2 separate regions of the Gossypium arboreum genome follow, and region 1 is linked to region 2. A link is a contact called in public Hi-C data. All regions are on one chromosome and are shown on one strand. Each heading gives the region's core, a stretch centred on a gene start, on an enhancer-like site or on the middle of the called end of the contact. The rest is flanking DNA. Distances are from core to core; before and after follow the strand shown. Region 1 has its middle 12 kb from the start of LOC108466466. Region 2 has its middle 4.9 kb from the start of LOC128290047.

Evidence for each region. Hi-C and Micro-C count contacts between places; a contact is called where the count stands out from the background.
Region 1: a Hi-C map of leaf shows a contact between it and region 2, with 2.7 times the contacts expected there. The contact joins two enhancer-like sites. A contact is called at or near these places in 2 of 5 Hi-C or Micro-C datasets (both in leaf).

Annotation. Positions count from the first base shown.
Region 1 is chr2:109,804,687-109,809,690 of ASM2569848v2, forward strand. No RefSeq gene overlaps it. Among protein-coding and RNA genes, the nearest start is that of LOC108466466, 12 kb to the right of the region's middle. Within about 2 kb of position 1,780, at least 1 of the 2 cell types and tissues checked has an H3K27ac peak or open chromatin away from gene starts, as enhancers often do. A contact at or near this core is called in leaf, where this site is marked.
Region 2 is chr2:109,759,708-109,764,304 of ASM2569848v2, forward strand. No RefSeq gene overlaps it. Among protein-coding and RNA genes, the nearest start is that of LOC128290047, 4.9 kb to the left of the region's middle. Within about 2 kb of position 1,729, at least 2 of the 2 cell types and tissues checked have an H3K27ac peak or open chromatin away from gene starts, as enhancers often do. A contact at or near this core is called in leaf, where this site is marked.

The DNA.
Region 1 (5,004 bases), core at 530-3,029, 45 kb after region 2:
ACTCAATCCCCTTACCCTCTTAAACTCTTCCCCGATGACTTTTATTTCGGTTCCATTACTTCCCTTTCTGTACATAAAATTAATCACTTAATTTGTCATCATTGTGACTTGAACCCGGTCCTCCCAAGCTTCCACACGCCACTAACATCCTTCCCAAAGGACGCCACATGCCACTTTACCACTTGCTTCCTTGTGATCCATTTTTCACAAATAATTCCTAAAAGCCTAATTTATCGAACCCCTTTCCCTCTGATTTAAAATTAATTAAAACTACGGATTTTATCCTAAGCTCGGCCTTCTAGAGGCCCACCAACATAATTAATCCTACACATAACAAACAGAACACAGAATTTTAAATTTTACAACCTTTACAGAATTCCCGAAAATTAGGGCGTTACAAAAAAATCGGATTGAGAAACCAACTATTCAAGTACCGTGAAGAATTAGAAAATATATGATTAGGAACAAAAATGATTACCATCTTCTTATTTGTCGACAACCACTTGATTTTAAGTCTTAGAATATAAATTTATCGGTAAAGAAGACATACCTGGACTTTCCATTGGATCCTCTTTTGTTTTTGTATTTGAATAAAAAATTCTGATGATAATAGTTTTTTTTAGTCAAATGAAAAAGAAAACTAAAAAAAATAGAGGAGGTGAGCGGTTTTTTTCAACTAAGATTTAGGGTTTAAAATTTTTAATTAATTAAATTTATTTAATTAAAAATTTATTCTTATCCCATTTGGAAATCCAAATTGGCACTTAAAATCTAGTTGGACTGCCACGTAGGAGTACTGTTAGGGAGATAACGGAACTTAACGTAAAGTTATCACTTCGTAACAAAATAATAACATAAGTAACTAAAACATAACATTTCAAAATGACTAAAATGTAATTTAAAGCATATAAAAGTGACTATTTTATCGTTTACCCTTTATAATATTGAAATTATAAAAAAATAAATTTAATAGTGAATTAAAAGACTATCCTACCTCTATTTAATCCATTACCTAACTCTTTTGGGAGATTTCGTAGTGAACTTTTAAATATGTATATACTTGAAAGCTTAAGATATTATGTATTTAATATTAAAATTGTAAAAATAAATAAATAAATTTAATAGTGAATTTAAACTCTACTTGAGAGATGAAAATACATATAAAAAATAAAGATTTAATAAAAATATAAATTTATATAAATTTAGCTAATTTTGAAATACTTCGATTACCTATTTAACTTTTAAAATTGCTTGATCAGCCTTACTGATTACAAATGCTCCAAAAAGATTTGTTTCTATTATATAGATATAATTCCATTGTAAATAAGTGATAATAGGTAGGGGAATACGTAAGGTTTGCTGATGATTTGACAAGACAAGGTTGACATGTGAAAGGGGAAAAATGATGTAGACATTTGACCTGACCTTTCGACCATGCCTTAGTCCCAGTCTCAACGTCAGCCTCTTAGGCAACTCAGTCAAGGCAGCCAGCAACCCAACAGGCAAAGACAGGGCAAGAGATGGGAGTGCTCGTTTTACCCCCTTCTCCCCACCCCCCTCTCCCCAAAAAAAAAAAAAAACGGCTAAGAAACCGTACGATCATGAAGAAAACGGTCTCATTGGCGCCTAATAACTTTTATCCCACCGGCACGAGTCAATAACCATTATCACTCCTTGTCCAATCGTTTGTTTTTTAGTATACTTTGAAACTGTTTTGCACTATGCTCCACGAGTGGGCAGAGAGGCCTTTTCTTTTATCTTATTATATACATATATATTTTCCTTTGGGCAAATAATATAGGGGGCACTGACTCCCACGTCCCAACTATGACTATCTGACATACACACACAACTCCCTTCTCTTTCTCTGGTTTTGGTTTTAATGAAGAGTCTTTGATGACTGCTTGACGTTAAAAGGACATTGTCTTAAACAGAAAGAAAGATCAGCCAGTGAGATAGAAGATAAAAAGAAAATATTACACGTCTCTTCCATCAATTCTCTCTCATTCCTTTTGCCCATCGGGATTATTTATTTATTTATTTAGAACAGTTTCACTTAATTTCCTTTCATCAAACTATCGCTTTGTTTTGGTGGTCCTTGAAGAAAAGTGAAAGAGAAAAGAAAAAAAAAGAAGACTGCAACCTCTGAGAGAGTCTATAAGTAAAAACCCTTTATTGATGGTATATTAATGTCTGTGTGAGTCTACAGTTTAAACTGGGAGTTGTAGCTAAGTGCGTGTCAGCGAAAGCAATGGTTCTCGTTAGTATGAACGAGGGAGTTTTTGCCTCTGTCTCATCCAACAACAGTATCTCAGTTGTCACCACGCCTTTCCTCGGCATTCTTGCATGCGGGACACTTGTTTTGGAATTTGGAATTTCTATTACACAATAATGCAAAATGTTAAGAGCACGGTATAAGAGATCATATCCCAGTTCAAGTATGACATTGTAGTTCAAATTAAGTTAGCTTTGTAATAGGAGCGTTGACATGATAATTATAACGAATCAATGTTCTCAACCCCCTGAATAAAAACCCAAATAATTTAATCCTATGTACATTCTCTCTTCAAAGTTTCCAACTTCAAGGAAAGCTAGTTATCGACCATTTAAAAAAAATTTGGACGGTCGATCATAGAACAGTTGAATATACAAACTAAATATTTCCCCCCAGATTTTCACAAGTCTTGTTGATACAAAAAGTTGCGTGAGGGATGAAAATAGTTCGACATATTAAGCGAAAAGTCGTACTGTGGTGGTGGAGAATTGAGGTGTGAGGAAGTGAAGGAAAGAGATAAGCAACAGAGAGAAGGAAGTTGGATATGCTTTGTGAGAGAGAGAGGAAACATGGCCTCTCTTGAGGTGAGAGAGGGCTTCTACAGGCGATCTTAGGAGATGTGCGTCCTATAATGTAGTCACATTATAAAATATTTTCAAATAATATCTAAGTTAGAAAAATGCTTATGTATCATTTCATCCCACGTTGAAAGTAGGCATGACATTGCATCCCAGGATAATCTCTTATTTTCAATTAAAAGAATCTTAGAAAAGATTTTATGATTTAATATATTATATAATATTAAATATATGAAAGGGCAAAATATAAAGATGAGATGAGAATAAATATATTATATTGTGGGAATGGTTCGGTTAACACCAACCATTTTCACACACACACACTATATATATATATGAATTAGTGGAAAGGTTTAGGATCTACTACAATAGATGTAAATTTGGCCGTTGAAATAAAGCTACATTTAAATGTTGTTTTTCAAACGGTATTTAAAATAAATTGAATTACTGGCGGAAGAGTTGTGTTGTTTGGTGCAATTTTGAAATGGAAAAATTACACAAGATGAAATTCTCTTTCTTTCATATTTTTAGTGTTCTCTAGAATTATTTTGTTTTAGAACAATTCAAATATGGTGTCTTAAATCTAATCGGGATGGTTTGACCCGAATCCAAAACGTCATATTAGCTACCGAAGTGATTCAAAACACATCACTGACTGATAGCAAAAGTCATGGACATGCAATTAAATCATACATGATCATGAATGAACAACAAAACCTAATAGCATGTTTTATCTAACATAAATCATTCAACTGCAATTAGGGGCGAAATAGTCATTTCACATCTAATATTCGAACAAGCACATAACAAAAATTTAGAACTACATTTTAATTCTAAAATCCTTTTAGACACATTGTTGAAAGAATCGGTTTAATCTGATCAACAATTCTCCTTTAATTTTAAAAACAAGTGTTTTGGGGACCAAATTGAAAGAATGATAAAATATAAAAAATAACCATATTATTAAATTGTCTTTGACTCTAGGAAATTAGACATCTAAACCTTAGGTATGTGTCTTTTCAAGATATTTTATAACCTTTTTGGACTCCAATTGCATTGTTTAAAACTTAGGTCTAAATTGCAATGATATAAAAACCAACCATGAACGAACAATATGTCACGTTTCAACAACATGATTCACCTTGTCACAAGATGACCTGGAGGAGGCCCTTCATCCCGATGACATGACAAAGGATGTCCCAATGTCGATCCCTCGTCGCAACAACATTCGAATGTCATCATAACATCTACTACAGCTTTTGTAGAAACAGTCCAGAAACCTACAATTTTTAACTTTAGTCACTGCCAAACATACCATTTTGTGCATTTTTGCCTATTTCTCATTTCTAACAAGTCATATATCCTACAAACACCATTTAAAACATGCTCAAACATGCCATAACACACAATAGCATAATTTGACACTTCAAGTAAATGTTTATGCTAGCATACGACTATTAACTTACGACTCAATTACACAACATACCATATCAGCATGCTTATGATTCCTAAGCATCCTACATATGTATTTTGTACCATTTGGTCATTTTAGACATGCCAAAACTTTCAGAATATTTTTTTAACCTTTTTATCACTTTGTAGCCATGTTACATGCAATTTTAACACACCACATCAACTAAACAAATCATGCATCATCAACATTATCCAAAACATCCAAATAATGACAAAACAAAGTCTAAAGTTCTTTTTAACAGTTCATAAGAAAGGCTAATCCCACAAAATAGCCTATACTGCCTTTATTAAAAATTCAATCACCAGTATCACATACTCAACGTTTATGCCTTGTAGGGATCACCCCACTTGTCCACCTCACACTCCTTAGAAGCACTATCTTTTTGGAAAACATTTGAAACACGAGTGTGAGCTTTACTAAGCGCAGTATGTTAGAGTATACTCAAAGACCAATCATGAAACGATTGTAATAACATACTTGTTTTACCTTGTTTATTAATATAAGGCATTGCCATTATTATTTTAGTTTCTTTTCTATGTATATAAATAATTTTTTTTTATAATAATGTCCTGAGAATAATATAATTATTCTTAAAAGGTCCTTAGTCGAGTATTATTGTGGGCTTGGACAATAATAATGCATTAAGATTAACATGTAGTTGATTGATGACAAAGTGT
Region 2 (4,597 bases), core at 479-2,978:
GAGGTGTTTCTTGGAAGTTCTTAAAATCTTGCGGCACAAAGGGCATTTACTTGAATAAAGGGTTTTGATGTTGTGCCTTACAACCCAAGTAAAACTTGGAAAGTACCTACATTATTCCTAAATTTGTTAAATAGTTATGTGTCCAAGCTCTTTGTGAAAAGATTATTCAATTGATTCTCTATTGGAACATGCTTCAATTCAATTGTTCCAGCTTTTACAAAATCCCTTATGAAATAATGCCTTATGTCAATATGCTTCATTCAAGAATGAAACATAAGATTCTTAGAGATGTTGGTGACACCGGAGTTGTCAAAATAAACAATTGCAATTAGAGATGCAACCCCAAAGTCTTTTAGCATCTGTCTCATCAACAAAAGTTGCATACAACAACTTTCAATAGTCATACACTCTCCCTCAACTATTAACGAAGAGATTGAAGATTTCTTCTTGTTATACCATGAACCCAAATTTGTCTTGAGATAGAAACATCCATTAAGGTGATCTTCTTTTCATTCACATTTCATGCTTAATTCGCATCACTAAAGCCTGCCAAGCTCATGTTCGTGTCCCTCAATAGCCAAATTCCAAGATCAAAATTGTCATTAATATACCTAATAATATATTTAATAGCTTTTAAATGAAATTCGACAAGATTAGACTGGTAACTGGTATAAACACCTACACTGTAGCATAATTCTGGCCTACTTGTTGCGAGGTAAAATAGATCAATCATGCATCAATAGTTGCTATGGTCAATTGAAACCCACCTTACATATGAGTTCAGTTTCTCATTAACTTTCATAGGTGTTCTCACCGCCTTCAATCCCTCTAAGACAATTTCTTTTATTAAGTTACGAGCTTTCTTCTCTTGAGATAGACAAATTGTTTATGTATGCAATATGTAATAATAAAATTACATAAGTAACAATTTAACAACTTGTAAAAATTGGATCAAATAAAATTTTAATGTGTACAATAACACAATCAAAATTAAAGTGTTACACATATTAAAGTAAAATGCATGTATTATTTTAAAATTTATACTAAAATTTAAGCCATCAATAAAACAAACAAATGTAACATAAATTTGTTGATTCAAATTTGAGTCATTCGTGTATATAAAAAATTCAAGTCATTCGCAATCCTAGGTGCAAATGGGGAAGTGTGTCAGCCATGAACGAATATGTAAACGGGGTACTCAATTAATGCTTGGGGGTAAGGAGACCAACCCTGCTGGTGAAACCAGACTTAGCACATACACACAGAGAAAGGTTACAACATTCAACTAGAAAACAACAGCCATAAATGAACAGTTTTAATTTTATGAATTAGACTATTAGGGCGGTAGTAAATATTCCTAGTAAATGAAGTTAAAAAGAAAAAAAAAAAAAAACAGAGAAGCTGTTGTCTGTTTTTGCATATTAAAGAGAAAAGAAAGAAGAAAAAGTTAGAAATAAAAACAGGAAAATCCGATGGATTGACAGCACATCCACTGTCTGTCTTATGATTTGATGACCCACGATTTGACGTTTGACTTGTCTTTTCACCACCCTCCTTCACTCTTCAGCAGAATCATTTCGTTTTTCTTCGAATCCTAAACCACATCCAATCGAGAAAAAAATTGCAGAAACAGCAAGAAAAATGTTTTTAATGCAGCAGCTGAAGATCAAACAGAAACCACCGGTTACCCCAACCTCTCATTTTCAGTTCTGAAAATGGTGATGGAGAAAGAGGGGATGAATGAAATTGGTGAGCTGTTGGAAGAAGAAGAAAGAAGTAAGAACGAAATTCATAGGAAGTGAAAGAAGCTTAATTTCGCTGTATTGGATGAAAATAAGGACGAGTTCATCGATGCAAAGGCGTTCAGGAATGAACTGTTTTCGTTAGGTTTGGTAGATGAAGCTTCGGAAAATGACAGCAAAACAATGATTAAAGGGTTTGATGATAATTTTGATGGACTAATTGATTTCAATGAATTTATAAAAGTTTTGGGGACAAGTTTCTGTTACTCAAATTCACCTTCATTTCCGTCTCCATACACTCTTGTATATTAACTGTATTGATTAAAATTAAAGTTATCTAAATAATTCTTTTTCTCTTTTGGGTAAATTCCACCAAAGATCACTTAACTATTAGTGAGTTTACACTTTCGTAATTCAATTTTAAAAAGTTACAAGTTAGTCACTAGCTTTTACAATTTGGCCACTCAACTATTAGTAAGCTTACAATTCGGTCATTTAATTTCAAAAAGTTATAAATTAGTCACTGAACTATTAATAAATTTACACTTTGAATATTTACATCATCACTTTCTAAGTCGATAATCTAAACAATATCAACTAAGGGTGGAGCAAAAAAATTTGAATTGTGAGGGTCAAATTTTGAAAAATTAAAATGATTATAAAGGTTGTATAAACTAATGTATAATATTAACCCACAATTTGTTTTTTGAAATGTTGTGATTGTGAGGTTGATAATATAGTTTTTGCAAATATGCATGTCATACTGAGGTTGATTGTATCATTTGGATATGTAATTTTAATTCTTAATCTTCGATCGGTTGAAAAGTTTTCAATACTAAACTTAACTCTTTAGACTTTTTTTCAAATTAAATCACTTAAATGCTTTTTGGTGTCATGAGAATGCAATATCTCAAACACAATATGAACACAAACACAAGATTCACATAATGACACTATCAACAATTTTTTCTAAATAAAAATGCTAAATTTCTAATCAATTTTCAAGAAATTCGAGACTATAATGACAATCAATCCTAATTTCTCTTGGTATTTCTATTAATTAACCTATAAAAGTTATTACTCAATCAAGATATTAGGAATCTCATACAAAATCAATATCCCAAAATCATTTGACGAATAAAAAGAATCTTGCATAGAAATCCCAATCGCTCATAAGAAAAGTCACCATCCTAATTTTTTAGATATTAATCAATAAAGCTTAGAAGAGTTATTATCAAATTAAGAAGACTTATTTAAAAGTATTAAAAGATTAATCACATATATTATAAAAATTTTAGAGCATGAGAGAATAAGAGATATTTGAGAAAAATGATGAATGTTTATGTAAGTAATAGGACTAAGTGTTTTTGAGTTTTGGTGGTGGAAAAAAAAATTTATAAAATAATCATTTTAAAAATTTTGGAGGGATTCATCAATTATACAAATTAAAACTTTTTCATAAGTCTTTTTTTAACTTTTTCTTTATGGGGGTCCACAATCATGAATGTGGCTCCACCATTAGTATCAACAACTCAAACCCCATCCTCATGCCTCACTTCTAACTCAATCAACTTGGCAACCCTTCGTTAACCCATTTGTCATTTTCCCTTTAACCAAAACTATAACCACGATAAAACTACAATCAAACTATTAACACACTTTTACCTTGAACCAGTAACAAAATATAACCATAACCATAATTAAAGCAAACAAAAATACCCAAACGAAAATAAAATAAAATAAGGAAGAAAGTCTCTTATTTCAACAAGGCCCAAACGGGACTTACAAAAGCAAATGGGCAGAGAAATATTAGAGAAAAGAGAATAAAAATATCATAAAAAAATGAGGCTTAAACATACTAAATTTGGTTAAGAGTTAGTTGAAAAGTTCCTACTAACAACGACTCAATCTAGAAGGTCAAGGAAAATGTTTCACTGAGAATAGTAGCATTTTGGGGTCAGATGGCCATCCTACGATGGTGTACACGGATTAGAGAGATTCTCTATTAGGGATTTGAGTTTAAATCGATGGACTTTCAGGCCATTTCAAGGAAAATTAAACTATAAAGTTAGAAAAGAAAGGAAAAAGCTTTGCCTCAACATGTTTCTTTGCTGAAGGAAGAGATCGGACAATGACGAAATCATTGGAATACGATAATAAAGGAAGTCCTTAAAACCCTAACCTTATGTTTATGTTTTGATTGAATAAAAACAAAGGAAACAAAAGTAAGGGAAAGCAACATCCTTTCCCTTGTTTGGATGACTTTTTTATTTAAGGGGAAGTAAAGAAAATCAAATATCCTTTACCAAAGTTGGAGAAATGAAAGTGATGTTTTATTTAGGATGCATTTTTATATTATTAACTTTTTAGGTAAGTTATTTTATAAAAAATATAATTAGAAAAATATTATAAATAATCATTTTCTTTACTTTTGCACAATTTAACCAAACAAAAATAATAATAATAATCCTTCACTTTCTTTGTCTTCATAGTTATTAGAACAAGTTGGGTCCAAAAGGAGTGATGTTGGGCCTTGGTGCAATTGAGGCTGATTGGGCTTGAATGTGATTCAACCCAATCTGGAAACAGGAATAGAAATTAGAATTAATTAAAAATAAACTAATCAAAGAAAAATATGCCCTTCCACCCTCCTAATCAATTGTAAGTATTTTCAAACTCGAATATAAGTAGCTGATGTCGATCCTCTAGATTATTTTGGAATCTAATAAACTGGACCAAAGGATAGAAAAGTTATATATACCTCCACTTTTCTAAGAAAATTGATAATAAATAACAACCCTTCAGCAAAACAAGTTGATTAAATCATGAAATATTTTCTTGAACTTGGATGCTTA